2 separate regions of the Mus musculus genome follow, and region 2 is linked to region 1. The links are chromatin contacts, called in public HiChIP or PLAC-seq maps. All regions are on one chromosome and are shown on one strand. The core of a region is the stretch at or near the end of the contact, and the rest is flanking DNA. Distances in the headings are between cores, read along the strand shown. Region 1 has its middle 17 kb from the start of Aicda. Region 2 has its middle 5.0 kb from the start of Nanog.

Region 1 (2,949 bases), core at 390-2,889:
ATAAACAAACAAACAAAAACCCTAACAAACAAATACACAAACACACACACACACACACCCCAAAGTAAACATAGCAATGACTTAGGCAGTGAAGGAAGGGTGCTCAGGTCCCAGGCTGTGTCTGAGGATGGCTCACAGCTCAGCTGTTAACTCATTTAATTACTTTTTAATTACTTAATTTATTCAAGTTCCCAGGAATCTGTCTTCAGTGCAGGACTTAGCACAGTCACTCAGGATTCACTGGGGTGGGGGTGGGGGGGGGTGATTCTGCTATAAATTTATTCCAGGAGCTGAGGAGCTCAGAGGTAGAGTGCTCACCCTGGAGGGGGGGCGGGGGGAGATGGGCTGCATTCAGTCCCCAACACAGGAGAGAAAGGGGGTGGGGGACAGGGTGGATATGGTAGACTGTGCTTGTATTGGGAGCCCAGGCAGAAAGATTCTGAGAGTGAGGCCAGATTGGGCTGTATAGTAAGACCTCGTCTCAGACGAAATAGAAAGGAAGGGAAGGACAACAAAGAATAACAAAAATAAAGGCAGCTCTTCCTGAAGACGCAGTGTTTGTAATTCTGAGATTTTTCCTCTCTGTCTCTCTCTCTTCCTTTTATTCTTTCTCGTTCTTTCCTTCTTCCTTTTGTTCTTTTTCTTCCTTCCTTTCTCTCTCTCTCTCTTTCTCTTCCTTCCTTCTTTCCTTCTTTCCTTTATTCTGCCTCCCAAATTCTGGGTTTATAGCCTATGGTATCACGCCGGGTTTATATGTTTTAAAAATAGAACATAGGGCTTCCTGAAAGCTAGGCAAATGCTCTACTGACTGAGCTCCATCTCCAGCCCTGGAAACTTATGGACCTCAATTTGAGACACCGTCTCAGTCCATTTTGTCAGACTCTGGTTCTCAGGATGATCAGGGTGACCACTGAGCCTAGGCAACACCTTTAGTACTGAAGACCAGATTAGCACCCTTCTAACTATAGAGTGAACACACTGTACCTTCTGTGGGCGGGTCAGCTCTATCCACCAAGTCCACACACCAGTGCACACATCTGGGTATTGGCTTGTCCTGACATCTGGGGTTAAGAAGATAGTTATTCAGGAAGTGACTCACGTTTATTGGTTCCTCTGTCACCAACCCCAGCTGTATTTGTTTGTTCTTTAGTAATTGAACAAGGACTTGGGGTCACCTAAGCTCACAGCCATGTCACTTCATACTTTAAAGTGAGTATATGTGTTTCGGGATGGAGGAGAAGGCTCTTGGAAATGTTCAAAGCATTAGTCACTAGGTCAGCTAAATATAAAAGAAGTTGTCAGAAATGCCCTTTTGTTTGCAAAAGGCTGCTTCCTCTTTCCTGGGGCAGAGGGACATAGTCAGCAGCTGGGTGGCCTTGGTCGAGTCGTTTGAACTTTTTCTCTTTTCCAAAGTTAAGCCAATAACAAGTGGAGACTTCTAGGGAAAAATAAATGAATTCAATGTGTGAGACACTCAGCACTTGGTTCACGATGAATGCCATATAGGTATTTTTCTCTCCCATTCAATTCAGTACACACAGTCAAGAATGCATAAGCCCAATTGCATTGTGTTTGAGTCTGCCTGTTCACACTGAGTTCCTTGTAGGTGACCAAGCACTGTGGGTACATTTAGAGGGGAAAAATATTACTCAATCTGTAACCTCATTGCTTAAGTTGTGTTTCACAATGTCCCTATGACACTGGAACTTTATCATCCTCGTTTTATTGAGGAAACAGAAAACAGATGACCAGGTCCCTCAGCAAAAAGCAGAGTTAGAGTTTGACCGGGTTGTGGCTTCTTCTGTTAGCTACCAGAATGTGTTTAAACACTCTATTATATTATATAGTGCTTAAATATTATAGATCGAGCTGTATCCAGCCAGCTCAAGAGCATTGCCAGACTGGTTATCTAATCAGTTGGCACTTTGCTGTCGTCTTAATTTAGTTAGTGCTGGTATGCTATCAACTGTTGAATGCATTATGATGGTCACGCCTGAGGACAGGCTGTAGTTGAAGCTGTTGCCATGGATAACATTTCCTAAAAATGTATTTATATAGTACAAGAAAACTATGGGCAAGCAAAGTGACTCAGGAGACAAAGGAGCCTGCTGCCAAGCCTGAGAACTTGAGTTTGAAGCCAACCAGATTCACTTGGTAGGAGAGAAACCATTCCTACAAGCTCTACATGTATGCTAAGGCACACACACAATCATGCATACAATGAACACATAAAATAAAATGTAATTTCAGAAAAAGCTTCCTCCTCGGGACAACGGCAAATGGTGGATGGGCTGAGGCAGGAGAGTCCAGAGGACCTGCGTACCTCATTCAGTCCCTCAGCTTCTCATCCTCTGTTCAGCCAGCTGTTCTCTGGCTCGACTCCCTCTCTTGTTGTCTCACTATCTCCTCTATTCTCTCCCACTGTTCTTGATATTTTTCCTCACGGTACTCCCTGCTATCCCTATATGTCTGGTGCTGAGAACCTGGGAGGGGCATGGGGACTCCCCCACCCTATCCCCCCACTTCCAAGGGGCCTGGCCTCTTTTAACAGAACAAAGCTGCTGATCTGGCTCTCCTGCTGTATAGATTGTGTGTTGCTTCTGGCTTCTGCCACCACCATATTTAACTTCAAATTCTAGGGTCTGCCTCTTCCACCACTTCCCCTCCACCGGCTCTAGACTCATGTCTCTCCTTACCTACTTGGCAAATGACTCTCCTAGAGCTCCATGAGCATGATACAAACTCATGCTGGTGCATCAGGCAGCCTTCCTACACCTCTTGGGTGCCCTTCCATGCCTCTCCACTGATTCTGGGTATCTCTCTGGCAAGTTTCAGTCCCCTTGGGGATGCCCCCAGGCTCAAATTCTGACCCATGCTGCCTGCCCTTTACCGAGTCGCCCTCTGTGTTTCTCCAACACTATCTTGGAGTCCTCCTTCTGGTGGAATTAC
Region 2 (3,016 bases), core at 465-2,964, 130 kb after region 1:
GCTGAAAGGACCCAGATGTAGCTGTCTCTTGTGAGACTATGCCGGGGCCTAGCAAACACATAAGTGGATGCTCACAGTCAGCTATTGGATGGATCACAGGGCCCCCAATGGAGGAGCTAGAGAAAGTACCCAAGGAGCTAAAAAGGATCTGCAACCCTATAGGTGGAACAACATTATGAACTAACCAGTATCCCAGAGCCCTTGTCTCTAGCTGCATATGTATCAAAAGATGGCCTCGTCGGCCATCAGAGGAAAGAAAGACCCACTGAACTTGCAAACTTTATATGCCCCAGTACAGGGGAACACCAGGGCCAAAAAGTGGGAGTGGGTAGGTAGGGGAGTGGGGGGGGGTATGGGGGACTTTTGGGATAGCATTGGAAATGTAAATGAGGAAAATACCTAATAAAAAATATTTAAAAACAACAACAACAAAGACAGAATCTTGCTGGAGAGATGGCTCAGTGGTTAAGAGCACTGACAAAATCTCTCCCTACATACCCTGGCTGGTGATTCTCCTTCAAGGGCTAAGATTACAGGTCTGAGCCACCACATCCTGCTTCAAGAAAGATTATAAAATACAGATTCATGGTCCCTACCACTAGTGAGGAGTAGTAGTATAAGCTCACTGCTTCTTTCCTAACACAATAGCTGCCCCTGATACTGATGATGCTGGCAAAAGAACCTAGTATAGGGGGCTGGAGACATGGCTCAGAGGTTAAGAGCACTGACTGCTCTTCTGAAGGTCCTGAGTTCAAATCCCAGCAACCACATGGTGGCTCACAAACATCTGTAATGGGATTTGATACCCTCTTCTGGTGTGTCTGAAGAGAGCTACAGTGTACTTACATAAATTAAATAAGTGAATTTTTGAAAGAAAAGACATAAACAAGCGGTATACTCTAGGTATGCTTTTTCTTGAAAATCTATTTATTATACTGCCTGGCTGTGTGTGGGTGCACACAGAGAACAACTTGTGGGAATACATTTTCTTTTTCCCTAAGTGAGATGGGGGAGAGAGGGAGGGATCTGGCCTCAGGAAGAATGAAGCTCCAACTGCTTTGTGGGCCTGAGCTCTCAGTGGAGACTTGATCTTGTCTCCTGCGTGCTGGGATTTCAGACTCGATACTATGTTCTGTGTAGTGCTGGAGACTGAACGCATGTCCTTTATTCATGCAAAGCGAGTACTGTGCCAACTGAACTACACGCTCAGGTTCATGTTATGCTTTTCTGAGTTTTTAAAAACAGAGGCGTAGTCAGGTAAAGCAGCACAAAGCCTTTAATCCCAGTCTTCCAGAGTCAGAGGCAGACGGGTCTCCAGTAGTTCGAGGCCAGCCTGGTCTACAGCGTGAGTTCCAGGACAGCCAGGGCATAGAGAAACCTTGTCTCAAAAACAAAAACAAAAACCCAGAAGTGTTGGAGTCTGTAATTCTCTCCAATTGTTAACCTGCTGGAATTTCCTTCCCAGGTTTGTCCCGCGGCTCTCCCGGAGGACTCCAAGGCTAGCGATTCACACCCCTCCCCCACCTGTCCCTAGTCCCCGCTCCTTTTCAGCACTAACCATACAAGTTCATCTTTTACTCTTGTTTTGACTGCTAACCACCCAGAGGACCCACTTAACATTCCTTTCCCCACCCACACAGCTAGTTCCAACCAGGTCTAAGGCATCTAGACGCCCTCCTCCCTATTCAAACCGCTTCCCTGGATAAGGAATGTAGCAAGCCTGCCTTTTGGCTACCAGCCACCTCTTCGCTCGGATCTTTCACCAGAGACTCTCAAAGACACTAAAGAGGCAGGACAGGAATGGGGGTTGGGGAGGGATCCATCGCCGTCTCCTAAGCAGACTCCTTTGACCCGGAGCTGTGCGCCCTGTACCAAACCTTTGTAGAACTTGGGGTAAACTTAAGGCTATGGTGGCCTTGACTCCGTGGACCCAGAGGCAAGTTTCCTCCTTTAGAGGACTCGCATGCATTTTGTTTCTAATTTGAAATGAGAACCGGCTTAGAGCTTGAACCAGCCAGTTCTCTGGACTCCTCCCAGCTCTTACAATTCCTCTCCCGGACGGTTCCTAGAAGACAAAGGCAAGCTTACCAAAATTACGTCGCCCTTGGGACACACCTAGGGTTCCCTGGTGGCATCTTTTTTTTTTCATTATAAACAGGAGTAAATTTTTGTAAGGGCAGAGCTGGTAGCTGAGGGAGAGGAACCCTTTGGCCTAGTGAAGGTAGTTTGCTGGGCTTTGTATCCCCGCCCCCACCTCCCCCGAGAGAGAGAGAGAGAGAGAGAGAGAGAGAGAGAGAGAGAGAGAGAGAGAGAGAGAGAGAGAGAGAGAGAGAGACTACGTGGTTATTTCAAAAACTTGAGTGTGGCAAAAGTATGTAACTGGGATTAGTAAGCATTTCTTTCCTTAGTGAGATTGGAGTAGAGGGTGGGAAAGGACCTTAGAATCCTCGAATGTTGGGCTTAGGAATGGGGAGACAAGAGCCATCACAGAATGCCTATTGTCCTTCAATATGTTAGCGATGGGCCCCGTGCTTTAGATTTTAGGCTTGTATTTTCTTTGTGTGTGTGTGTGTTTGTTTTGTTTCTGTTTCTTTAGGCAGTCTGGAGATCAGGCTGGCTTTCAACTCCCTGTGATGCCCCTACCTCTCCTGAGGTGTGAGTGGCAGAATGCTCAGCGGGTAAAACACACTTGTATAAGTGCAAGAGAACCAAGTTCCAAACATTGTCCTCTGACTTCCTCAGGCATGCCTTAGCTCTAACAAATAAAATTGAAGAAAAGGATTCCAAACCACGGTGAAGGTGCCACATCTTTGATCCCCTTAAGGCAGACAGAAGTAGAGGGATCCCTGGGAGTTCAAAGCCAGGTTGGTCTGCATACTGAGTTGGCTAGCCAGGAATACACACTGAGACTCTGTCTTTAAAAAAAAAAAAGTGTGAAGACTGCTTTCTCTGTCCCAGCACTTGGGAGAGAGGGAAAGAAACACAGCAGCCAGCCTTGTCTACACAGTGAGTTCCA

What was found. HiChIP or PLAC-seq counts read pairs in DNA pulled down with a chosen protein or histone mark.
Region 2: a contact with region 1 is called in an HNF4G HiChIP or PLAC-seq map of pancreatic cancer cells. The contact joins two enhancer-like sites. A contact is called at or near these places in 1 of 39 promoter capture datasets (embryonic stem cells), 2 of 115 datasets of contacts at active chromatin or transcription factors (embryonic stem cells and pancreatic cancer cells) and 2 of 9 other capture datasets (adipose tissue and pancreatic islet).

The regions. Positions count from the first base shown.
Region 1 is chr6:122,569,817-122,572,765 of GRCm38.p6, forward strand. No RefSeq gene overlaps it. Among named protein-coding and RNA genes, the nearest start is that of Aicda, 17 kb to the left of the region's middle. Within about 2 kb of position 1,640, at least 129 of the 459 cell types and tissues checked have an H3K27ac peak or open chromatin away from gene starts, as enhancers often do. A contact at or near this core is called in adipose tissue and pancreatic cancer cells, where this site is marked.
Region 2 is chr6:122,701,012-122,704,027 of GRCm38.p6, forward strand. No RefSeq gene overlaps it. Among named protein-coding and RNA genes, the nearest start is that of Nanog, 5.0 kb to the right of the region's middle. RefSeq lists an enhancer at 1,513-1,916. Within about 2 kb of position 1,715, at least 162 of the 459 cell types and tissues checked have an H3K27ac peak or open chromatin away from gene starts, as enhancers often do. A contact at or near this core is called in adipose tissue and pancreatic cancer cells, where this site is marked.